Regions from separate parts of the Mus musculus genome. Here regions 2, 3, 4 and 5 are each linked to region 1. The links are chromatin contacts, called in public HiCAR-type, HiChIP or PLAC-seq and promoter capture Hi-C maps. All regions are on one chromosome and are shown on one strand. Each heading gives the region's core, a stretch centred on a gene start, on an enhancer-like site or on the middle of the called end of the contact. The rest is flanking DNA. Distances are from core to core; before and after follow the strand shown. Region 1 holds the start of Rasgef1a (RasGEF domain family, member 1A). Region 2 holds the start of 9530062K07Rik (RIKEN cDNA 9530062K07 gene). Region 3 holds the start of Marchf8 (membrane associated ring-CH-type finger 8). Region 4 holds the start of Alox5 (arachidonate 5-lipoxygenase). Region 5 holds the start of Lrtm2 (leucine-rich repeats and transmembrane domains 2).

Evidence for each region. Promoter capture Hi-C pulls out the DNA fragments that hold promoters and counts their contacts. HiCAR-type assays count read pairs that join an accessible place to other places. HiChIP or PLAC-seq counts read pairs in DNA pulled down with a chosen protein or histone mark.
Region 2: a HiCAR-type map of astrocytes shows a contact between it and region 1, with 4 times the contacts expected there. The contact joins the promoter of 9530062K07Rik here to the promoter of Rasgef1a in region 1. A contact is called at or near these places in 2 of 39 promoter capture datasets (cranial neural crest and hippocampal neurons) and 1 of 115 datasets of contacts at active chromatin or transcription factors (astrocytes).
Region 3: a promoter capture Hi-C map of hippocampal neurons shows a contact between it and region 1, with 2.8 times the contacts expected there. The contact joins the promoter of Marchf8 here to the promoter of Rasgef1a in region 1. A contact is called at or near these places in 4 of 39 promoter capture datasets (the 3T3-L1 cell line, frontonasal cranial neural crest, hippocampal neurons and 1 more).
Region 4: a promoter capture Hi-C map of liver shows a contact between it and region 1, with 6 times the contacts expected there. The contact joins the promoter of Alox5 here to the promoter of Rasgef1a in region 1. A contact is called at or near these places in 3 of 39 promoter capture datasets (the 3T3-L1 cell line, the C10 cell line and liver).
Region 5: an HNF4G HiChIP or PLAC-seq map of pancreatic cancer cells shows a contact between it and region 1. The contact joins the promoter of Lrtm2 here to the promoter of Rasgef1a in region 1. A contact is called at or near these places in 1 of 39 promoter capture datasets (cranial neural crest) and 1 of 115 datasets of contacts at active chromatin or transcription factors (pancreatic cancer cells).

What each region holds. Positions count from the first base shown.
Region 1 is chr6:118,063,748-118,068,740 of GRCm38.p6, reverse strand. Rasgef1a (RasGEF domain family, member 1A) reads right to left here and starts at 2,356. Exons shown (of 13, transcript NM_027526.1): 1 at 2,279-2,356. The coding sequence starts at 2,296.
Region 2 is chr6:116,205,997-116,210,989 of GRCm38.p6, reverse strand. 9530062K07Rik (RIKEN cDNA 9530062K07 gene) reads left to right here and starts at 2,997. Exons shown (of 4, transcript NR_131013.1): 1 at 2,997-3,088; 2 at 3,733-3,836. Washc2 (WASH complex subunit 2`) reads right to left here and starts at 2,957. Exons shown (of 31, transcript NM_026585.3): 1 at 2,863-2,957; 2 at 2,661-2,783; 3 at 1,872-2,036. The coding sequence starts at 2,783.
Region 3 is chr6:116,335,517-116,340,509 of GRCm38.p6, reverse strand. Marchf8 (membrane associated ring-CH-type finger 8) reads right to left here and starts at 2,488. Exons shown (of 8, transcript NM_001302383.1): 1 at 2,295-2,488; 2 at 2,020-2,124.
Region 4 is chr6:116,458,400-116,463,392 of GRCm38.p6, reverse strand. It overlaps Alox5 (arachidonate 5-lipoxygenase), which reads left to right and starts at 2,215. Exons shown (of 14, transcript NM_009662.2): 1 at 2,215-2,518. The coding sequence starts at 2,369.
Region 5 is chr6:119,328,384-119,333,376 of GRCm38.p6, reverse strand. It overlaps Lrtm2 (leucine-rich repeats and transmembrane domains 2), which reads left to right and starts at 2,611. Exons shown (of 5, transcript NM_172492.3): 1 at 2,611-2,882. All of the region lies in intron 26 of Cacna2d4 (calcium channel, voltage-dependent, alpha 2/delta subunit 4), which reads right to left.

The DNA of each region.
Region 1 (4,993 bases), core at 1,107-3,606:
AGTCCACAGGAAATATTGCTTTGTGTCCTGGGACTCAGCAACTCCCAGGGAAAACAGACAGGGGTGCTGTGCCCACTTTCTTCCAGCCTTAGGCACCCCAAGGCCACCGCTGCCAGAGGCCTAGAAGCACCGGTGAAAAGATAAAGAGGCTTGAACAAAGCCTTGGGCCAGCAGACAAGTAGGCAGCACAGCTGAGGGCCACCAGGATGGAGCAAGCTCATCAGGCTTCCTTAAACTCTAGACTTTTCACCCTCCAGCTACATTTCACACCATCCCTGCAGACTACAGACTCTATGGTCTCCTCTGGGGCTAATGATGCTTCCGTCCCTGCCCAGCCCTCAATGCCCACGGTCCTATCAGCGGTAAGGCCTCTTTGCTGTGCCATCAAAACACATCAAATCACCTCTCTCTCATCCAGAATCCAAGCTCCATGCCTGTGCTCCCTGGCTGGCCCTGTCATGGCCAGCACTGTCCTTGACCCTCCCACGTGAAGCATCCAATGATGGCCTGACAGCCCCAGGCATTGTTATCCCTTCCAAGACCCTAGGACAATAGCCTGTCATGCTGGTCTCTAGTGCTCCCAAAAGCCCAACCTCCCACACAGATGGCTTCCCCACCCAGGCCTGCCCTGTCTTCCTTAAATGTTCCCACTCACCTAGTTCTTTCTCACTCTTCTTCAGTGGGGTCCTTACACCCACAGGACATCTCTGACGCCTCTTCTGGCTACCCTGACAAAGGCACAAACATCACCCCACACTGGTAGTCAGCTCGCTAAGCCCAAGTGTGCCACACATCCCTGGGGAGACCGGGGCAGGCTGTGTAGCCCCCTGGTGGTTAGTAGAATGATGTGTGTCAATGAGCTAGAACTGAGGTGCCAATGTAGGGCCCCTTCCTGTCCTAGGACCCTGTCAACCTGTTCCCCAGCAAAAAGTAGGTGGCACAGCAGAGTGACGCAGGATGGGTATTAGCAGAGGAAACAGTCACCGGAGCTGAGCATCGTTTTACGTCTGCATGATACCAGAATCATCCTTCCTGATGCACTCCTGCTGTGGGCTACTCCTCTACGTTCATCTTTAGTCCTTTCTGCCATGTAACTTAGTCTGTATATTACTCACTGTGGAGGTGCTCAACCTTCCTAATGTTGCGACCCTTTAATGCTGTTCTTCGTGTTGTGCTGAGCCCCAGCCATAAAATGTATTTCGCTGATACTTCATAAGTATAATTTTGCTACTGCTATGAATTATAATGTAAATATCTGACATGCAGGCTATCTGAGAGGCAACCCCTTGAAAGGGTCGTTTAACCCCAAGGGGTCTTGACCCACAGGTTAAGAACCAATGATTTTCTGGCACCCAGATGAGCTCTGTGAGGATAAGAACTGTTGCCTGCTTAGTTCTCTGCAAACCACAGTGCCAGCGCATAGCAGGTGCTTAATAAATGTGCATTGTCTGTCCTACATCTTCAGCCCATTAATGTTGGCTCCTCATCTCCACTCTTCCAAATCAATGGTCTGCACTGGGTCTGGTCTAGACAGGTCTGTGTACTGCTCCTGAATCCCACTGCCCACTATGGCTCAAAACAGCTAGAAAGGTGCAGTGGTGGCTCAGGCCCAGGGTTAATTTTAGGGAGATTCTCAGCCTTCCCCTCACTAGGCACTCTTCTCTTTAAACACATGACATTTGAGAATGCACAGGCACAGCCTTGCCCCCACACCTGCCTCCTCTTAACGGCTCTCACTTAAGCCTCCCATATATAAACACGTCCTCTCTCCCGCCCACACATCGCACATACAAGCGCACACCTCCCACATGATCAACCACTCCATCACAGACCGCCCCCACTCCAAGCACTTATGGAGTAAACAGTGGTTCTGAGCCCAAGGATAGGGGAAATTCCAAGATCGCCACTGCTTTTTACAAGTCTGCTCTGTCCAGGACAGCCCTTTGCTTTCTCTTCTGCCGCACCCGGACCCTGCTGCGAAACACCCCACCCCACCCCCACCCCCTGCAGGTTTTCAAGTGGCGCTTTACAGCGGAGCCGCTGGTGTCAGCAGAGGCTAGGAAGGCAGCAGCTGCACCTTGGGCGAGGCCCAAGTGGCGGCAGGTGTCCGGGCAGGGACAGGAGAGAGAGTTGCCCTGGTTGTCCTGGGGGCGAGCACCCTCCTGGCCGCGCTTCCCAAGCTCTGGGGCACAGAAACCTTAACCTTGCGGTCCTGCTGTGGTCAAGACACTGCCCTGGAGTGCTCCTAACCCGCAGTCCCGCACTGCCACAACCCTACCTGGGGCTCCAGAAACATCCTGGCTACAGCTCCCGCTACCGGACCCGCAGGCGGTGTAGAAGCCCGACTACCCTCCGGGGCTGAGCCAGTGCCGCCCAAGCCCGGGGACTTCCCTCCCGTGACCCAGCCACCTCCCGCCCGGGGCGGGGCTGGCGAGCCTCGTGAACAAGACCCTGGGAGGAGCACTAGCAAGGGACAGGGCGAGGCACAGTGAGGCGTGAGCACCCGCAGGGTTTGTGGTGCTAGGTTTGGGAATGGCGTAAGGGTCAAGGCTCTGGGCTCTGGGCGGGGTGGGTCGTCTTGCTGGTGAAGTCCAGGAAGGAGAGGGGAGGGGAGGGGAGGGGAGGGCCAGGAAGGGTCCCAGACTCCTCCTTGGAGACTGAACGCTACAGAGCTACCGCAGGTGCCCAAGCAGCGCTTAGTTCAGATGCTTCCCCTGCCGGGCGGGCGCTCGCTCCACACAGCTGTAGTCTGAAGTGTCTTGAATCCTCAGTCCTTCTATCATCCCCAGAACGCCAGGGATACAGCAGCTGCTGTCGTGGAAGGGCTAATCCGAGTAAGGGATATGCCTGGTGCCTGTCTCTGAGGATCTATCTCACCTCACCCCCACCCCCACCCCACTCCCTGCACTAGGAAAGAATCCTGTCAGGTGCCTCCCACCGCAGCTCCAGCTCTTAGAGTTTAGATGGCAGCGGTGGGCTGAAATGAAGAATGCCCTCTCTGGGGATCTGAAACTAAGGAAGCAGATAGAGGCTGGGAGGGCAGAGAGAGCTGGGCCAGGTTCTAGGAGTCAAAGCTGCTCTCAGCTGGAACCATAGACCATAGACGGGGCAGAGGATGCCCAGGGGGGATTAAACAATCCTATGAGAGCACACAAGCAAGCCATGGTCCCTAATGGAGACTGATGACCCGGACTTTACCCCACCCTGTCTGATCTCTGCCCAGCGGCCTGAGGGAGCACACTTCTCTCCTGCCATCTCCCTTCCCCTCTTTCTCCATCAGCTCTCTTAGCACAAAGATCCATCAGCAGACAGACTCTTGGGTAGTTAGTTCAGTCTTGTGGAACTCTGAATGTTGGGCTCATTCCCTTGTCTCCTAGGAGGACCCAGGCCCTCTGGGCTCTGCCTCCCCTGACGTCTCTACCAGCTCGCACTGTCGCTGGACCCCACCTTTCTTCTCAGGGGTCTCAGAGCCCATAGTATTTATTCCCTCCTGGAACAGCTCCACAGATGGCGGGGAGGAGGGTGCATCAGCTTTCACACAGGGCCCCCCTCTTCCAGCCCTGCATCTTGTTCCAGGGGATGCAAAGCTCACAGTGACCTCTGCTGGCGAATCTTGTCAAGACCCACCTAGACCCTCGGGTGCTGGGCCCTTGCTAGGCTCAGGTCATTCCTTCAGACTGCTCTTCTAATACCAAGAGAAACAAAACTGGAGTTCTACTTCTAGGAAGTTACCTGTCCCTGCCTTCTTTAGCCCTGTTCCTTGACCCTCTAGGACACCTGGGTCCTAAGAGGGTGATGGCATTTCTCCCACATGCACAGTTAACAAGCCAGTTGCCACCTGCTCCAGAGCAAGCTTTCCCCAGGGAGCCTATCTAGTCCCATCTCTGGCAGACATGGATGAAGCTGTCTGTCACAAGTCTGACCTCAGCATGCATATATGCATCAATCCACATCTTTCCCAGCGTCCAGGGACCTAGGGAAGCTGGCAGGCTAAAGGCTGACTCCTGTCAGATGTCCTGCTTAAAGCTATCTCGCAGCAAGGGCTTGTGGTGCCCGACCCAAGACACCATTGGAAAGTGGAGATGTGATGCGGTCTGTAAACAGCTGCTGGGGTTACTGGAAAGGCAAGACACATGGGAGGACATGCTTCCCTCCTTACTCCAGACAGCGGGGGCTGTCCTTAACAGTCCTTGTCTATAAGAGACTACCCTGAGAGTGATTGAAAAAAGAGGCAGAGAAGCCTGGCTCTGTGATGAAAGTGACAGGGCCATCCTCATAAGCACAGGACAAAATTGTAAGCTATAGCATTTTGTCTGCTTCCGCGGGTGGATGGACTCCATTGGGGCCCAAGTAAGGTCTGGGCACTTTGGTCTTAAATTGCAGTGCTTCAGTAAAGATCACAGTGAAAAGCGGAGTCCCGGGGCCTCGGGGTTCTGTTGCTCTCTCTCTGTGAGGACCTCAGCTCCTCTAACCTGGCTTAGCATGGAGTGCTTCCCCAGGTGTGGGGTCACACCCCCTTAGGAGTCTGTCTATATGTCATCTTCTCAATGACATCTTTAAGAGGTCACCTTCCATCGTGGCCTATCTCCCTCACCACAGGTTCCCTCCTTGGGTTACTCAATCCAGCCTTATCTTTCCACCTCCTTATTGGTCTGCTTTAAAAAGAATCTGAGCACCATGAGAGGAAGATCTTTATCTGCTCACTGTTCAGTCAGTAACTGTAACTTGCCTGTGCATAGGGGCATGGTGGAATCCATCTATGGAACATATACACGAATATACTTGCCTGTTTGCAGATACAGATGTGGCTATGGAGTTAGATGTGAATACTAGTGTGGATATGCTGATCCTGATATATGGATACGAACAGAAATTGAGAAAGATAGGACAATGAAATATGGATAAAGATATAGGTTTTCATGTATAAAGATAGAATTTATGGGCAAAACATAGACATGGATAGAGAGATAAATATAGATATGGTATATAGATG
Region 2 (4,993 bases), core at 1,748-4,247, 1.9 Mb after region 1:
CACATGGTGGCTCATGACCATCTATGAAGGGATCTTCTGGCATGACTCCTACACTTAAAAAAAAAAAAAGACATAAATAAACTTTAAAACTTATAAACAAAACAAAACAAAAAGAACAGCACATAAAACTATCCACTCCAGCTTGATGAGAAGTGATGGGGGCTGCTGTCATCAACAAAGGAGAGTACAGTCCCCTAACTGATCCTTCCAGGGAGAAAAGTGCTCAGGCTGACCAGCCAGGTTCTGTGCACATCAAAGAGTATCCTCAGGTTGAGCATGCCAATCCAAAACTCTGAAACCCAAACAATGGCATGACATTCAAAAAAGTTTGGACATGGGGCTGTTTGAACTTAGGGATGCTGAACCTGTAAGGTCTCTGTAGATCCTACATCCTAAAAACCTGAAATCTGAGCAACTTCTAGCCCCAGTATCCCAGAATTTGCACACCCATCTGCATGGGTTTACTTGAATTCATGTTATGTTTCAAACCCATTGCCATTAAAGAAAATAATTGGTGGCCTAGTCAGCTCAGTGAGCCAGGTAGGCTGGCACAGGCAGCACTGAACAAGAGTCCTCACCAAACCCCATGTCTCAAACAAGATGGAATGTGAGGTATGGCACTCCAGTTCACACTATTAAATTATGCAAACATGCATCAGCAACAGCCTACTTGGCACTCTGCTGCTTTTACAATCCCAAATCACGGGGTTATGATCTTAAACATTTATGAAATTGTTTAATAATCCTCATCTAATAATTTCAGGATGCTGTGGACTTGAGTAATTCTCTTCTCACTGCTGGGTGTAGGGCTGTAAGCCTGTAACCTCAGAGGTGAGAATTTCTCTCCAAATTCAAGGCCAGCCTGGTCTATATAGCAAGTTCTACACTAGTCAGAACTAATCCTGAGCTGCTAAAAAAAAAAAAAAAAAAAAATACAACCGCCCCCCCCCAATGCCTTTCTACAAATTAATTCAGAAAAATATTCTTGGATCAGATGAACTAAGCTCCCCCCACAGCCCCCCACCCCACCCCCTGTTCTCAATACATTCCTTTCCCTTTGCTAGATGGCTCCAGGCATGCCTGCGTCTTTTCTATTGTAATTCTACCAAGATAATTTATCTGTGTATTCCTAGCAGATTGCAGGAACTCACTATGAAAACAAAATTCACATACACTTTAGTTAAAGGCCAGCAGCATTTGTACTGGTGACTCTGTGTCATATATTCATCCAAATTGAAAAACTGGTGCTGGCGGGACAGTAGTGGCCCACACCTTAAATCTCAGTACTTGGGAGGCAGAGGCAAGTAGATTTCTGTAAGTTCCGGGCCAGCCTGGTCTACAGAGTGAGTTCCAGGACGGTCAGGGCTACACAGAGAAACCCTGTCTCAAACAAACAGAAGGAGAAAAAAGAAAAGGAAGAAAAAGAAAACTGTAGATGACGAAATGCAAAGCAGACATCTGCATTCACTTACACAACTGAGGGAGACATGATGGACCTACATAAAGTCTCTAGGGACTGAAGGCAAAAGTGGGGCACGTGAGGCCAAGCCAGGCTTAGAGCTGACCATACTGAATGAGCACAGTGGCTTTTTTGAGAGGCACACAACTCTGCTCAAATGGTAATTGCCCTCAAAACTAAAAACAGAAAAACCAGCACGAGGCAAACCTTATTATTAGATGTTTTTAAAGGTTTGTAAAACCCATGAACTTTACTGATAAAAGACACTGATTTCAGAGAAAGGAGCTTCAGTTACCAAGAACCAATCTATCCACCAAAACTTAGAAGAGAACCTTATTATCATTATAAATGACAATAGTTCTTACTCCCCAAAAGGGATTATTCGAAAGTCAGATACCATAAAACAACTCACATTCTCAATGAACTGGGTATTAGACAGCATGAGGAAGTCATTGAACACATTATGCAGACGACAATGTGTGGCTTTGGTCTCCTGAATTAATCCATCCACCTGCTTCTTGATTTCATGAGTCCTGGAGATAGTCTGCTGTGAGAATTCCTGTAGAAACTGTAGTAGCTATTTTGAAAAGAAACATACACAAGTATCAACACTACATGTGATTTAAAGCAAAACAAACAAACAAAAAACCCCTCCCCTTTTGCCCCTATGTTAAGAAAAAGGGATGATACTGTTGATCTAAGGTCAGGTGACCCTGGAAAGCATTAAGAAAGCTCATCAGATAAGTTTGTCCAGAACACAAAACCAGTATCACATTTCTACAGGGATTTAAAGCCCTGTTTGGTTGTCACGCTCCAGAGACCACATAGTGTGACAAAACACCCCAAATCCCACTTGTATGAAAGTTCTGAGCTCTTAGGTCCCGAAGTGAGCAGATCTACTCAAAAATATGTGCTGCCCCATTTAGCCCCAGTTCTAATACAGAAGGGCCTCCGTAGAGACAAAGCAGTCCTTGGAGAGGGCAGAAACAGAATCTGCTCAGCAGGATGGCGTGGAGGGCAAGGTTGAAAAGCCACTGCACGGAAGGAAACCCGCGTCTGCGCGGCAGAGTGCTGGGTAGAAGCCCACAGGGCCGCCCTCCCCGGTGTCTGAGATTGCGCCTTTGAATACTGGAGGAAGCGTGTCCCCGAGGAGGGGTAACTACAACTCTGTCCCTCCCTTGGCCCCGGGTCCCCCGCTCACACCGGCGTCAGCCGCCAGAGACCAGTTCTGACTGCTGCGGCGGATCTCCTCCACCGACCAGGGCCGTTCCCACACCGGCTCGGATGCCGGAGGCCGCTCCGAGTCGGGGCTCGTCCGGTTCATCTACAGCGAGAAGGACAAAAAGAAGAGCTGAGTCTGGGGCGAAGGATCCAGCCCTGCCCTCCTGGGCCGCCGTCCTCACCACGATGACACCGCCACTCAGCAAGCTCCAAAGTGACTACGGGAGTGGCTACTACACTGCCCACCCAGCGCGGTGGTAATCACATGGTTCACGTCACGTGATGGTGTCCTCACGTGACCTGGGGCGCAGCCTCTGATCGGGAGCTATGGGTTAGTAGCTCCTGGGTAATTGGGTTTGACCAGAGAGAAGGTGTTTAAGCGGCCAGCTAGTGCGAAAGAGGCGGAAGGTACCAGTGGGGCCCATGCTGAGGAGTCCCGTGGCCTACCAGGTGGGAGCTGAAGAGGAAGGAGAGCGGAGGACGACTTCCTGGATGTGCGGCGGCTTTATTGATTATGCATGTGATGTGAGACTAGCCCAGGGCCACAGTGACCCTCAATGTGTACATCTGCTAACCGGTTTGGTTTCAGTTCAATGTGGATCCGCTTGAAATTCTTGAAACCCTCAGCTGAGATTCAAGGCCGGGAGGTGGAGGGGTAGAAATCGAAATCCAAAGCTCCCCTGGCTGTCCACTAGCACTTCCTTGTGAACAGACCCCTTTCTGAGTTGGTCTTGCCCAGACTGACTTTTAGAAATAACCCCTTATCTTTCCTTTTTGTGTGCCCGAGAACAAGTTACTTAGCTTCTTCTATAAGCTTTCTTCTGCATATTAAAGAAGCAATACAGCCGGGCATGGTGGCGCACACCTTTAATCCCAGCACTTGGGAGGCAGAGGCAGGCGGATTTCTGAGTTCGAGGCCAGCCTGGTCTACACAGAGAGAAACTCTGTCTCGAAAAATAAAAATAAAAAAGAAGCGATAATAGGTGTTAAAACAGATAGTGCCTGGTATATGGTGAGTGCTCACCTTAGATCTTATCATTTCTCCTGTGCAGATTATTTTTCCAACTTTCAGATTTTGCTTTGTGGCCACCTCCGTTGAAACCTCATTAAAGATTTCTCTTTGGTATGCAACTAAGACAAATGAAAACCTGCTCAGGTAAAAATCTGCAAGAATTTTCACTGTAGTGTTGATCCATACCCAGAAAGCAGAAGCAATCTAAATGTCCATCAGGTGACGAATGGATAAACAAAATGCTGTAGAACCACGCAATTCACCAAAAGAAATAAAATGCTGATATATGATAGGGCATGAATTAACCTAGAAATACTTCAATTGAAAGAGGTCAGTCATATACATGAGCACAGGTTATTCTATTTATATGAAATATCCAGAATGGATCAATCCAGAGAGAGGAAGTAGGTTGGTGGGGGCCAGGGATTGAGGAAAGAAGGGAATGGGGAGTTAACTGCTTATGAGCAAGTAGTCAGCTGTGAACTAGTAAAGCCAGGGTAAAGGCTCAGGTTGGTTTCTGTAGCATTAGTGTGATTGTATCTGTGTTGCTGTTAGGGTGAGCAGGTGTTATAGATAGACATTAGATTTAGGGTTATGATTAACATTGTGGTTATGGTGCTATTTTGGGGGTTAGGGTTAAGGTGGCTGTCTTAGTTATTTTTCTATTGTTATAATAAAAATTACCTCAGAAGCAACTCATAAAAGGAAGGGTTATAGTTAGGATTTAGTGTTACGGTTAATGCTGAGATAGTTGTGAATTATGGTTAGGAGAGCGTTAGTCTTAGGGTGAGCGTAACAGATGAAGGTTTAATTAGGATTAGGGCAGCCTTAATATTCATTACACAGCTGGGTATGGTAGCACACAATTTCTTTATCCCAACCCTGAAGAGGCATATCTAAACTGATACATGTTTGTGTGAAGGCAGCCTGGTCTTAGCTTAGTATTAGTGTTAGGGAAGGGTGTTTGACTAAGGTTAGCTTAAGAGTAGTTTTAATAGAGTTTAGAATACAGTTTGAGGTAAGCAAACCCCTTGAGACCTAATACTTGAAAGGCAGAGGTAGACAGATTATCTGTGAGTTTGAGCTCCAACTTCTCTACATAGAGAGTTCCAGGCCAGTCAGAGCTGCATGGTGGCATGATATCTCAAAAAAAAAAAAAAAAAAAAAAAAAGGTTAGGGTCAGAACTAGAATTATAGTTAGGCTTAGGGTTGAGGGTCAGGATCAGGTTAAGGGTTAGGGATTAAGGTTAGAGTTAAGGGCTAGTTATGGTTAAATATAGTGGTAAACTTTATACATAATC
Region 3 (4,993 bases), core at 1,239-3,738, 1.7 Mb after region 1:
ATATAACAATGTGGATGAGGGAAATCTCACAAGACCCCACCCTTGGAAGAAGAGCTACAGGCAATTAATCGCTGCTGAGAGAGAGCAAACCAATCTTCTCCAGGGATAAGTTCCCTGATAGGTTACCCAATCCTCCAATCCCAAATGGTCAGCCTTAACCACATATACATACAAGAAATACTAAAGGAACAGAATTCATGTGTTCATGTGTGTATGTAAAACAATAATAAAGACTACGAGGCTAAGAGGCCATATGTTTCAGAGGAAGCTGTGGGAGCAGAGGGAGAAATGGAGAGAGAGGGGACATGAAATCAGTACTCACGTGGGACGTTATAAACAACGGGCTGTGGGCTGCAGAACCAGTCACAGAGCAGTTACCTGGTTTGTGTGAGAGCCTGTGTTTAATCCTCAGAAAGAAAAGTGAAGAAACAGAACATGGTAGAGGAAAAAGAGGGACAGAACTCCTGTGACAGAAGATGCCCTTCAAGCAGATGGCTCACCCAACAGTAAAGAGGGCTCTTCATTTCTCGCTCCCACTGGTTGATTGTTTTGTTATCCGAGACTGGACAAAGGCCCTGTGCGTGCTACGCGTTCCCCCTGTTACAGAACCACATCTGCAGCCCCCAACAGGGAAGCTTAACAAGAGAATCTATTCCATCCTGTCTGGGCCTTGAACTAATTTCTCCTAATGCTGGTTTAAATGACATAGCCATGCTGGACTTAAAACACTCACATTTAGCAACAAGAAGCAAGGAAACCTTGTCTTCAAATAAATGATAAATTTGTTTTTAGTTTAGGTACATTCCACATATTTTGTGTTTACCTAAAATTCATATTTAATTGTGAATCGTGTGTTTCATCTGACAATCCTGGATGTAGCCAAGACATGCAACACAGTTTCATCGTCTGCCTATACTTAAAGAGAAGGTAAAGGAGGGAGTTGTCTTGGAAAAGACAATGTACCTCACCTGGGTGTCACAGACATTAGACGACCAACAGCCACCTCCTCACAAAGGACAAACTTTTTAAAATGTGTTCTCTGCCTCTATCTTCCCACTGCCAGGATCACAGTGCGCCACCGTGCCCAGCGATTTTCCCTGCTAACATCAAAGTTCAGTACATCTCTTATCAATAAAGTCTCCAGAAACAAGAAGTTAGGAAAGTACACATGGCTCTTTATTTTAACTTCCTCAGTAATTTCACACTCTGCATACCCTCATTCACTGCATCCAACAGGATATTTCGTTTGATTTTATTGAACATAGGGTCTCACACACTGAATCTCTCAAAATGCAAAATTTTCTTGCTTCAGATTTTCAACATTTAGTTTTTAAAAAAAAAAGTGTCCACATCATTCCATGTATAGTTCATACATTCTTTTTCACAGCACGTGATTTGAGTATTCTAAATGAAGTATTCCACTCCCATTTTGAGTAACTAACCAAGCAAGTACATGTGAAGTCTACTATATAGAAGCACGATTGCAGTCCCTCCTGGGGCTGATCAGAAATACTGCTGTTTTTTCCAAGAGATAAGTTATATATTTATTATTTCTCTAATTGCATAACATATAATCGAACAAAATAAAGAAAAAAAAAAATAATGGGAAGGGCCATACTTCATACGTATCTTGAGACATCATCAAATTAACAAAAACATAAAACGACAAAAAAAAAAAAAAAAAACCACTTCATAATAAATCTTGACAGCTGTATGACCACTGTGTGTCTTTACGTGGGGGAGACAAAGAAGCAGAAAAGGGCTGGCTTTCTTTCTTCCTTTGTTGTTGTTTTTTTTTTTTTTTTTTTTTTCAAATGGGCTTTCAGAGAAGCGTGTTTTCTTTTTAAGGGAGGTTTAGCTGCGTTAAAGATACGTGAGAAGAACGTGAGCCATTATAATCCTCCCCTAATAAATTCCCTATTTAAAAAAACTTGACTCAGATGAAGGAGTCCAAAAAAAAAAAAAAAACATTTTTAAAGACGAGCAAATGGGCGGCGATTAAAATGTAAAGCAGCCTACCTACGCTTTGCCTCCAGCGCTTCTACTAGAGCAGCACCGTCCAGACGCCACGTCAGGCACTCAGACACCAGGAATCCACACTTCCATCTCGGACGGACGCGGAGACTGAAGCAGAGGCAGGGAGGGAGGGTTGCCCGGTGCGCGCCCTCACAGCCCAGCCCGGGCAGGACTTCACCTGAGAGAGCCCGAGACCTTCGGCCGCCCGCCGATAGGGTGACCGGACCCCGCCCCGCAGCACGCGGCCTCTCCCCGGCCCGAGACCTCCGCGCACCCACCTGTCGCGGCCTCCCAGCGGCCACACCCCTGGTGGCCCGGAGCGCGCGGCCCCGCCACGCCGCACCTCGGCGCGAGCAGCTCAGGTGGGCGCGGAGCTCCACGCGCGGCCCGCTTCCTGCATGACCCGGGCCGGACGCAGCAGGGCCGCTGGGTCAGCGCGCAGCCTACACCACCCAGCGAGAGGACGCCGACTGACCGGTCACGTGACGCGCCGGTCACGTGCCCCGCCGCGCCTCAGGCTAAAAGCGTTGCTTTGGCGACCTGGGGCGCTGGGAAGGCGGGGTAGCGGCGGCGGCCGCCTGGTAGACTGGCGCTGGGTGAGGCTGCTGGTAGACTCCGCCCGGCTTCACCTTCTCAGTGTAGAGAAAGGTAAACCTTCCGGTGCGCTAGCAAATGAAGTGGGAGCGAGAACTACGCGGTAAAACGTTTGTGTGTATGGACGAGCAGGGTTTTTTGTTTTGTTTTTTCTCTCACTCCCTAACCTAGAGAGACTCTGAGTGTATATGGTATGGATATGTAAATATGGTATTCATAATTTTTATGAGGATATTTCTGTCCATGTAGACAAGACGTATTTGACTCTACTTTGTCTACATTAAACTCATCCCTGATTATACCTGTACACTGGTGTTGTGACTTGTCCCCACCACAGTACTGTTGGTTGGACCCAAAGATTCTCTCAGAAGCTATCATTCCTAACTTTTACAATTTCTTGACATTCTAATTTTCCTAAGTCACATCTTACAGAAGGAGAGGTTTTGGCCACTGGCAGTTTTATTTATCCAATAATCTTTATTACACGGTACATTCAAGGTATTTTTTTTTAAATTCATGAGAGATTTGTAAGGCAATCCCTGCAGTACTCCACGATTTTCTATTGTCTAGAAGTAAGTCTGTTGGTTTAGCTAATCAGGTTACTCAGCATACTCAAATATGCTGGTCAGTTTGCATACTATGCTGTTTAGAGAGCAAACTGTCAGGAGACAAAACATCTGGATCCATGTAGCAAAGCAAAAAATGGGTCCATTCCTGTAGATCACCTTGAAAGCAACATTCATCTAGAAGATGGAATGGTGAATTTTTTTCGTGCAGATTTTTGCTGTGGGAAGCAGCAGCTACAACCTGAGAGAATCCTCCTGCCCTGGTGGCAGGCTTTCCTATAAGGCAGGACTAAACTTCCATTAGTGTCGTACATGGGCAAGAAGAGTCAATTAAGTGATTTGGGGGTGTGGGAGCCTGCCATCCGAAGTGACAAAGATTTCCAAGTTCTAGAAGTGTCTGAGTAGTTGTGGAGCTGGAAATATTATTTAGGCAAAGCTAGAGTCTCCTAACACAAGGATTCCCTACCCAAGAGATTTCTGAAGCCTCTCTTCATCTAAAACAAAGCTCTGAGTCCTGAGACCAAAATCTTGCATCTGTCCAAACAAGGGAACAAACAGGAAGTGGGAAGAAACCTCTGTACTTAGAAGGTAAAGCTGCTAAAATAAAGAAAAAAAGCAGTTGCTTTGAGGTGACCATTTGCTCAATGCAAGAAGCCTCGTGGCCTTTGGTAAAAATCCTCCTGTCTGTGCTAAAGGGGATGACTTCCCTCCTAGACTGTAGATCAGGGGATGCCAAGTGAGGCATGAGCCAGGGGGCCAATGTTACCCTACAACTAGTCACACTCAACTCTTCAAATGCTTAAGCACACGTTTATCAGTTACGGGTTCCTTGCAAACAAAAGATGCTGTTACAGTCGATGTTAGTGTGCATGTGTAATTTCTGCCCCAGGAGGTTTTCAAGAGATCAGGAATTCAAGGTCAAGCCTAGACTACATAGTTGACCTAAAAAAAAAAAAACAGTGACAAAATATACTGCTGGTGTCTATGATCATAATGGCATTGAACAAGGTGAATCTGAAGTGTGAGGAATAACAGAAACAAATTAAGAGATGAATATCTATATCTTAACTATGCTGTTGAAAAGCAGCCCTTGAATCCACACTTCCTGATTTTAAGTCTTGGACAGCTTTCCACAAGAGCAACACCTGGGATAGCTTGTGAAAGAGGTTTCTTGTGGCTCCAGAGAGTCCAGTCCTAGATGACCTGACACTTCTCCTTCTTTGTAAAGACTCATTCTTCTAGAATGAGGTGTTTAGACAACTCTAGAATGGAAAAAAATCCAAAAGTGGGCATGGAGGCACATGCCTGTGGCCCCATCTATACCAAAGGCTGAGGCTGGATATCACTGAGTTGAATCAAGCCCTGAAGCTAGCCTGAACAACAGAACAAGACTCTGTATCCCTATAAGAAGAAAAGACACATTGCTTTCAGTATTTTAAATGGTTTTTAGTTTAGCATCTCATTTTTTAAACTCAAAACTTAAGATGAAGGTGGCTATATCACAAGACCTAATCACACTCAATATTTTGGCAACAGCACAAGAACAATGTGTCCTCAATTCACTAACATTTGTAAGCATAAATTAAATCTGTCTGATTCTGCCTTGTTTAATCATTCACTAACATCGTTAGCACACAATCATGGCCTTGCCATTTTAAGTGCTAATCTTAATCATGACAATTGACTATATCTGTTATTGTTTATGTGATTTGATGTCTTAAGTATTGACATCTGTCTTCTAGATTTCCTTAAGTCTCCAAGCAAGATCATATCCCCTGTACCGGCTAGGTTTGTGTGTCAACAAGCTGGAGTTATCA
Region 4 (4,993 bases), core at 966-3,465, 1.6 Mb after region 1:
TCCCTCATTAGAAAAGAACAGGCTTCTGAGAGATATTAAAATATAACAAAAGCAAATATGATAACAAGAAACAAAAATGGTCATATTGAAGTTGGATAGGGCAAATCAACTGAAGGAGAAGAGCCCCAGAATCAGAGACCCACTTATTCTCACACTCAGGAATCTCATAAAACACTGAACTGGAAGCCACACTATATACTCAGAGAACCTAGTATAGAGCCATGCAGGCTCTGTGCATGCCACTGCAGTCTCTGTGAATTCATATGTGCTTTGCTCCTGTGGATTTAAGGGGCCTTGTTTGTGTCTTCCATCCCCTCTGGTTCTTACAATCTTTCTGCCTCTTCTTATGTGAGGATTCCATGGTCTCTGGGGTTAGGGATTTGAGGGAGACATTGCATTTTGGGTTGAATGTCCCAAGGTCTCTCACTTTCTGCGGAATGTCTGACTGTGATTCTCTGTATTTTTTTTTAAGCTGTCTAAAATTAGGTGTGGTCCACACCTGTAGAGGAAAGTGACTACTCAGATACGTTTTCAGTCACTTCCTTGGCCAGCAGAAGCCAGGTCTGCTTTGTCCGGCTGAAGGGAGAAGGGGCAGGTTCATCCTGTTGCCATTGCACTGGACTGCAGAGGGTCCAGGGCTCTCACAGACACGCCGCTGCATGAGTCAGGTAATCATGCCACCAGCAAGGGGAAGTAAGGGCTGGTCCTCTCTCTTCCCTTCCCTTCTGCTTTTCCAACCACAAACACCTGCTTTCCTGGCAAGTTACAGGTTCCCCAATAACAGAGGACTAACAATAACTAAGGCCTGTGTCCAGCTTCTCTGTACCTCACAGTGTGCTGAACTAGGATATGAGCAAAACACAATCCCAGCCCCCAAGCAGCTCATAATATGATGGGAGAAATGACGACAGAGCAGATCCCCTTGGGACAGATGACAATGTGACAGTAAGTGTGAGCAGCGGTGATAGGGTAGCAGTCAAAGAGAGGCAAACAGATTCACAGAAGAAACAACATCTGGGAAGGAGTTTGCACAAGATCTAGAGGTACAGAAGGAAGGCAGGAGAAACCACCCAGAAGGGAAGGGAATGTGCCAAGGATCTGTGGAAATTAGAAGATTCAAAATTTCAGAAGAGAGCTCACTTAGACTGTGGCATGACCAATGTATGGAATGTAGTCATTCCATCCAACATGAGCAGGGTATTATCGAAGGATTTTGTAGATTTAATTGTTATACATTGTCTCACTTGCTAGGTGAGCCCCATCCAATCAACTGGAGGGCAGGAAAAGCAGAATGGAAAAAAATAACCAAGAAGTAGTAGCACAGTTTATTACAGACAAATTAATGCTGCCCATTGTTCCACTGTAAATTAAGGAGGGTGCATTGACCGCCTACCTTCTAGTGACCAGCTGCTTTCCCTTCTCTCTATGGCAACAATGTTATGCTTTTCTGAGCACAGTGGGATAGCCCTCCTCACCTTCCAGCAATCACTCTCCTTAAGGTTTCTTTTCTACCTTTACCCAAAATGCACAGGTAGGCTCTCACTGAAGAGCATCCCACTCTTCCCTAAGACTCTCAGTCTTAACCAACTCCTTAAGCCATCTCCGGACAAGACAACCTCCTTTCCCATCACAAGTCCGCTCTCAGCAAGCATGCCATTAAAGTTCCAGACAGTCCCACAGGTGCAGATTAGGAGTCGCCCACTCGGGCCACTACTTTCTAAGGCTGGTTCCCAGTACCACTAACCATTTCCCCCAAGTTTGCTCCCACCCCGCGCCTCCCAGTACCTTGCCCAGAGAGAGAAGGTTTACTCATTTTGTGAAGAAACCAACATTCAAGTTTCCTTGGGGTCCACCGTGGAGCTACAGGTACTCTCCTTGTGGGCTTCAGACCCCCTGCTCTAAGTGTAACTATTGCATACGCTGTGTGCTGCAACTGAATGAGGACACAGGTAGTTCTTGAGCTGACAGTGAGGGACACTGAAACAGGCAAGAAGCCATAAAGATGGAAGAAATAAGGGATTAATTGACTAATGAAAACAAAAATGCATGAGGGATAAAAGCTAGGTAGAGATGGGGCAGAGGAACAAGGGCTTCAGCCTATCAGAGATCACTGTCCCTCCAGTGCCACAGGAGAGAAGGATGCGTTGGAAGGTGGGGTCCTGGGACTGGCCAGAGACAGGGGCGGAGCCAGCGCCTGAAGGCAGGGCCGGTCGCAGGGTGGAGCCAGACCCAAGCGCAAGGCTGGCCCGCTGCTGGCCACTGTGGCAGGGAGCTGCCGCGAGTGACAGGGTCAAGAAGTTGGTGGGCTGCCACGCCGAGCTTCGCGGGCTCCTGCTCCCACACCAGCAGCACTCACTTGCCCGGAGTCATGCCCTCCTACACGGTCACCGTGGCCACCGGCAGCCAGTGGTTCGCGGGCACCGACGACTACATCTACCTCAGCCTCATTGGCTCTGCGGGCTGTAGCGAGAAGCATCTGCTGGACAAGGCATTCTACAATGACTTCGAACGGGGCGCGGTGAGAATGCGCGCTTGGGACCGACGGCTGGCAGCAAAGAGCGGGAGGGCGGCGGGGCAGGACAGGCAGGCACCTGAGAACTGTCTGTCCCAGCGCGCTCGTGACCCTATGTGAGCGCATCTGGGGATCTGATGCAGCGCCAGAGTCGGTGCATGCCAGGGCAAGCGAGGCACCCTAGACTTCCTGATGACTCGGGTATCTTAAGGGACAAATGACTTCCAATGTGGGGGACTGATGTGGCTGGCCTCTTATGTGAGAGATGGCACAAACTTTCACCAACAGGACCCAGAATTTGTGAGAGGCCCCTTCACCTCGGGAGTTCTGAGGTCCTAGTGCCCCAGAGTCCAGTACCACTGCAAAGCATAGAAAGCCCTGTTCGACAGCTAGCCATTTTGTGTAGACAGTGTAAGTCCAGGGTAAGTCAGAGATCCAGGATCGGGAGTCAACTTGGGCATAATCACTCTTCTATCCCTACTGTGGACCTTCGTTTACCAAACTAAAAATTGGTTAGGTTTAATCTTACCCATGAGTCATGAGGGAGCCCAGTCCCATTTGGGGGCTAGGAATGAGTCCAGGGATTGCCCCCCACACTTAGGTACCCTACATTTCCTGCACTCAGTCCCAGTGGAGGAATGTAAAGGAAGGAAGGTCTGGCCCGAGCAGCCTTTGGAAAGACTGTCAGCAGGGTGCGTGCAAGAGGACACTTCCTCCCTGAGTATTAGCTTCTGAAGGAAAAAAGGAAGAAAGATTTCCTTTCTTCCCTCCTAATACAGACTTTGGAGTCTGGCAGCCCCACAGGCACTGTGGGAGGCCATTCCGTTTGGATGCTGCTGGTGTGTAAAGTCTAGCCCCATGACTTTCTCTTAACACAGGCAGGTCATGGTTTTCAGTGACCCACTAAGTGCCTAGTACATCAGACTTGCTCAGTAAGTGAGTCTGTAATAGACAGGCACGCTGCAGACCCTTGGGGTGGGGGTGGGGGGTTCCTCTTCCTTCTACTACCTCCAGGTCTAAACTAGGCTTAGGTTTGATTTTACCAGGCTGCCTTCTTATCATTTAGTTTACTATTGAGTCGACCCACATGAACTTGCTTAGAATTAACCATTTGTGATAAGCACAATGACAATTTCATATGCTTCCACTAGATAGATCTGTTCAGCCTAAACCAAGGAAATGATAGTTAAGCCCTTTTCTGGGTCCCAAACTCTAAGCACGACGCTTACATTCCTATCCTGGGACCTGGTACTTTGCCCTGATTAGCAAGCTTCTAACCAGGCTTGAACAAGCAAGCGTGGGTGTTGACCTCAGAATGGCATCTTTTGCTCAGTTTCACCAGAGCTGGCCAGAGAATGGTGCTGCCAAAGACCAAGCATGGCATCCGTTTGGGATGCTGACACCCTGTGCAACCTCCAAAGCACTTGTGTTTATTTTCAGTAACTGGGGCTTCTCCCAGTATACAGGGGGAGGAAGAGAGGACAGAATGCTTCCTCTTTATAAATGGACTACAGGGGGCCTTCTCCACAAATCTAGCTATCAGTGGGTTCAGTCTAGGTGCAGCACAGGACACCTTATGTGTCATTTCCTCCAGGAGGAGAATGGCAATGTGGCCATCATAAATGACTGGACAGGAAGTAAGAGGCCTGTCCTGTTCATCATTTGCCTTTCTGTCCTGCCTCCCAACCTGAAAAGTCATTCAGGTGACATTAATTTAACACCTTAGCAAGAACCCCAGAGGCAAATTTCAGGAGAGATTTGCATACATATTTCCATTGTGGGGAGGGAACCACAGCTCAAGTGAACTGCTGTCTTCTGGCTGGATGCAAAAAGAGCCTTAAAAAAAGAAAAAGAAAACAGCCTTTGAGAAAGTTCCTGTTGATGCAAAGTTACTCCATACTTTGTCTTGCACAGTCCAGAGCCACTTCCTCATTCTGTGGCCAGTGTATCTTTAAAGTCCAGATGTCCCTTTTGGGTAAAGGTAGAAAAGAAACCTTAAGGGAAGTGTTAGCTAAGAAGATAAGGTTATCCCACTGTTCTTAGAAAAGTGCCACATTGTTTCCATGAATAGCAGCCACCGTGAAGGCCGGCCAGCCACTTCCAGCACCCCTTCCTAATGTACGACCGAATAATGGTCAGTGCTAACCTGTTTTAATACATTCCACTATTGCCCATCCCCCATGATTCCCACATGAGTTCTGTGTAGCGATTCAGGTCAGGAGCCTTTGCAGATGGGATTCTCCTGAGTGTCAGGTGTCAGGCATCAGGGTTTCCCTGTTGAGAACCCAGACGGAACAGAATGGCTTTGTTCCATAAGCTAGTCCTACGTGGCACAGCTCTAACAAACCTTGAAATCTTGAGTGCACATTAGTTGGCTACTTTAACTGCTCAACAGTACTTTGAAAAGCTAAGGATAGGCTGTCCTGCTGAGTATATGGTTCTTGAACATATTCAGTACATGTAAATTCATCTTACAGGTAA
Region 5 (4,993 bases), core at 1,362-3,861, 1.3 Mb before region 1:
ATTTCATTAGTCACAGTGACCTGCCACCTAAGAGATTTATCTCTGTGCCCCAAGCCCTTTAGCAAACCACTGGGAAATGAGAGATTTAAGTGAGAAACAAAGTGGACCTTCCTTCCTTCTGGTAAGAAGGGCAAGGTGCTGAGACAGAAGTGGGAAGGGAGCACGGGCACAAGAATCTCCAGCCAGGGATCTGCCCTGCCAGAGGCTCGTATTCCCAGGCTCTGGTCCTGTCCCAGCACACCCACAGACGGGGAGCTCAGCCTTCAGCCAGCATCCCTGTCCTTTTGCTGTGGTAGACTCTAGGGACCAGAGGCTCTTGGCACATTCACCGAAGTGCCTGGGAGGACAGACAATCTTCCTGAGTCACCTCGGGCTACCTGTTGTGTGGCTGCATCTGCCCACAATGTTTGATGAGGAGTCGCGGGGTTGGAAGCCTTGCTGAGTGGCTTTCCTGGGATCGTTAAGAGAGCTTTCTTTATGGTTGGGTCTGATTGGTCCCCATCTTAGACCTTGACCTTAGTTTTGAGGAACCTGCCAGGTGAAGGGTAAGTCTCGGATGTCTACCCACCTGCCACAGCTTACCTGAGTCCTTCCCCTGCCCTTGTCCTTCCTGTCCCAGCTGTCTTCCCATCCTTCGGTCCCTCCACAGGGACCTCCTGTGTTTTCCTCTGGGCTCATAGCCTGACAGAACACCTCAGTAAGACCACAGGCAGCTGGGGGCCTTAACAGGGTATTCACCCCTGATCTCTGGTGCTACTTTGTGATCAGGGATGGCACTCAAAGCAAAGCACACACAAACCAGTACAGCAACACACACACACACACACACACACACACACACACACACACACACACACACAAACACACATCAGGGATGGCACTCAAACAAAGCAAAGCACACACAAACCAGTACAGGAACACACACACACACACACACACACACACACACACACACACACACACACACACACACATCTGGAGCACCAATTTTCCCCTGCTGGCCTCTGCACCTGTGTTGATCCTTCTTGGCCTATGATTGGCTAAACAGGGACTGTGAGGGAGGGGCCTGATTTGTGCAGCTGATAGCAGTGGCCTGGAAGGTACTCAGGGAGTGCCAGCATCCTAGGATTCCTGGGTGGAGGCAATTTCAGAGCTCAACCCACCTGCTTATTCTGTAAGTTGAGAACTCAGCACGGGGTAACTGCTCAGCTGCTAACTACTTGAGAAGCAAAAGCATAGATTTAACCAACAGGAGGGCATAGAGCTGTGGGTGATAGGGAAAGGTAAGGCAAGTTACCCCCAAACAGCTCACAATACAGGACAAAAAGCTACCACACGGACTCCTCTGTGATCAGAACTATAAAGTGGTACAGAGAAAAAAAATCCCTGTAGAGGGATGTTGGGTGTTGCTGTTAATTTTACTTATATGGTGTGTGTGTGTGTGTGTGTGTGTGTGTGTGTGTGTGTGTGTGTGTCCATCCCAAGGACAGCCTGTGGGAGTCTCTTATCTCCATGTGGGTTCTCGGGGTTGACCCCAGGCTATTAGGCTTGACAGCAAGTGCTGCTACCTGCTAGGAGAGCCATCTTGCCCCCACCCCCACCTTCCAGAGCTGAGTTTTTAAGGCAGGGATAGATCACTATGCACAGAGATCACCGTGCTCCTGAAGGGTCTGTTTTGCTGAGGCAGGAGCTGGGAGAGTGTTAGGGTAGTGGCTGGTTGCCTTGTTGAAAGGGCAGGCACAGGGAACTTCAGAGAGGATGGGGACTCTCTCAGCTCTGCTGGATTGCAGTCCTGAATCAAGGCGCGCCCAGCCCTGCATATAACATAGAGAAAGGACCCTGAGATACATATTCATGCTGTGTTACCTACAAGCTAGATCATCTGCTGAACAGGCAGGATGTAAAGGAATGAGGCCTGTTTCAGGCTGCAGGCTGGGAAGTCCAGCTTCTCTTCTGGCTTAGCCTCTGGCTCAGCCCCGCATTGGAAGGAACACTCTTTATGCCAGTGAATGGCAATGTGTTAGACTTGCTCTGTCTTGATTGGGAGAGAGGTCTTAGACCACCAAGGCCAGCTCCTTCAGTTCCCCGTGTGCACAGAGGCACATGGTCTCTGCTTGTTGTTCCTTCAGGTTGCAGCTGCGTGCTCTGACACCTCTCTCTCCCAAATAGTCCTGGCCAAGGGTGGTCACATCTACAGACTCAGCCCCTTGTCTAAAGGGCTTTCTGTTGCCTTGGCATCTCTGAGGACCCTCAGCGTTCCTCTTGTAAGAGGAACTCAGCCTTTAAGGAGCTGGTTTTTCCTTATCAGAACTGGGGTCTGACACAGGAGACAGACCTAGTGTTCCGGCAGGTCTAAGATCCAAGACAGTCAGCGGGGCTGTGTTTTGGGTCCTGTACCCCTTGGAAGGTCCTGCCTTCTAGACAGCCAGAGATGGCCGCTCCTGGGAGGTGAGAGGAGATAAGGGTACCTGTAGTACCTGTAGTCTGGGGCAGCGGAGATTCACCCACAAACGCTCTCCTGCTGCCACAGAGCTTCGGAGGCCGGTGCGCGCGCCCGCCATCGCAGATGCGCCCCAGCTGTCACTCCGCTGCGCGCTCTCCTCCCTCTGCTTGCTTGCTGTTGAGCACGCGCGCTCTGATCCTTCTACCTCTCCCCCTCTTCGGTCTGTCTTCCTCCCGCCCTCCCTCTTTCGCTTCAGTTTGTCGCTGACCCCGCAGCCCCCTCCCCGGCAGCGGCAGCTCAGCCTGCGGGTCCGCCTCCTTCACAGGCGCTGCCCAGTCTCCCGCTGCCCTGAACCAGACCGGACATCCCTGCGTTCTGCCTGCCAAGCTGCCCGTGTGTCCGGCTACCTGGTCTGAGCATCAGGTCCCGGTGCAAAAAGGTGAGTTGTGAGCGGCTTCTGGGAGAGAATGGGGTTGGCGCAAAGGGCTTGGGTATGGGAACTAGGGACCACCTGTCCCTGCACGATGATCAGGGCTTTCTTCCCAGGGCAGTTGCTGAGGTGGGGTGGGGGAACCACTTAGGACCAGATAACCTGGGCAACCCAAAGGTACAGAGCATTAGGAACTCTGACTCCTTAGTGCTGGGGACATAGCGGTGTATTCTGCTAAGGAGGGGGTATGGAGGAGGGGACAGGGAGGAGAGCAGTGCTGGTGCCACATGATGGCCCCGGGTAGCATGGAAATGTCCCTGCAGCGGGAGGAGCGGCAGCTATGGGAGGGGGAGACAGCTTGGGTGTTGGAAACAGGCTGGCATTCTGAGAGGCCTGAGTGAGGGTGGAGGGTGGAGGACCCACTGAGTGAGGAGGCGCAGGCTGGACCTTTATACCAGTTGCTCTTGCTGGCCTTGCTGGCCCCGAGGTAGCTGTCCTTGAACAAGGGTGCAAAGGAGCCCTTCCTAGTTGGAATAGTCTTTGCAGTCCTGATAGAGCCTCCTTGGTGGGGGTGTGGCTGGGAGTGAAGGAGGGGTGTCTGGTAGTTCTTCCTTACAAACCCAGGCCTTGATTTTTAGCACACTAGATGGCCAAACAAACCAGGAGCCCGAGATGCTTAGGTGGTCCACCACTGCATAATGCCCTTTGCAGCAGGTGGGTCAGATGCCTTCCAAGCCCCGGGTGCTTAGTGTAGGGGGCAGCGTACAGCGAGGTCACATTCACCTGCTGCCTGGCTCATATGGGCATGGATGGCCAACTCGGAGCAGGACACTGCTTCTCAGGAGCCCCAGGCCCATTTCATAACGCTGAATTCTGCCCAGGAATCTGCAGTTCAAATTCCTGTATGGCCGGCAGGTCTGGGACTGGGCTCTGATTGGTTGCTCTGCCTCCCACCCCCAGCTGTCTGCATTCCAGGGTGGTGGTGGGGATGTTGGCACCAGGCTGCCAGGGTTTGTTGGGCATTGCCTTGTGTGACTCAGATTGACAGGCCCACAGCTTAGATAACTACAGCAGGTGGGGGGAGGGGAAGGAGCCAGCATGTGGCGCTGGGCGGGGGAAGTCCAGCTGGTAGGGAAATCCAACATCAGCTTCCAAGCTGCCAAGAAGAGCCCAGCGCTCCCACCCCCACCTTCCCACTGCAGGAGGGCTCCGGCTCTGCCAGAAGAGGGAGACAGGAAAACCAGGCAGGACAGGCAAAGAGACGGGCTTCTTAAGCCACCCCCCCCCCCAGCTGTGTTCTTTGAGGTTTGGCTAGAGGATGTGTCTGCGCTCAGGACAAGCTTACCCTAGTCTCATTTTCCAAGTGCCAAGACCCAGAGTCAGGGTCTTGCTTTAGTCAGGTGGGTGGCAAAGGAAGGCGCTGGAATGGGTGATTGTGTGTGTGTGTGTGTGTGTGTGTGTGTGTGTGTGTGTGTGTGTGGCTGGGAAGAGCGGGGAGCCAGGATGAGGCTTGGGTGTGGAGTGAGTGATCTTCCTTGGCACCTGCCCAGGGAGGCAGTTGAATGGTGGGAGCCTCCCGGGTCCTCAATGGCTTCTTCAGCGGCACAGAGCAACCCCGTGTGTGTTGGGTTTCCTTCCTACTCTGCTTTCCAAGGTTTCTTTCTGTCAGAGACAGGAAGAATTTCACAAGGAAAGTGGCTCAAGAAGCTGGCGGGGATAAGACAGCGTACTGAGAGGAACCTGGAGGAAGGGCGTGTGGCTGGTCCAAGCAGAATGAGAGGAACCTGGAGGAAGGGCGTGTGGCTGGTCCAAGCAGAATGAGAGGAATTTGGAGGAAGGGCGTGTGGCTGGTCCAAGCAGAAGGGGTTTAGAAACTGCTTCACAGCGCAGCATGTGCTTAGGGGTGACTGACAGGGGGCAGAGGTGGGGGCATTTACTAGAAGGGAGGGCCTCATGGCCAGACAAGTGACAGCAGCTCAGGGGACATTTCAGTTTCCCGTGTTCCGGGCTACCAGGAATTCCAATTGCCTAGACCAGATGTCCAGACTCCCTGGAAGTCCTCTAAGATGGGACAAGATGACTCGCAGGCCACTCGCTAGCCTAGCCTTGAGATTCCTTGA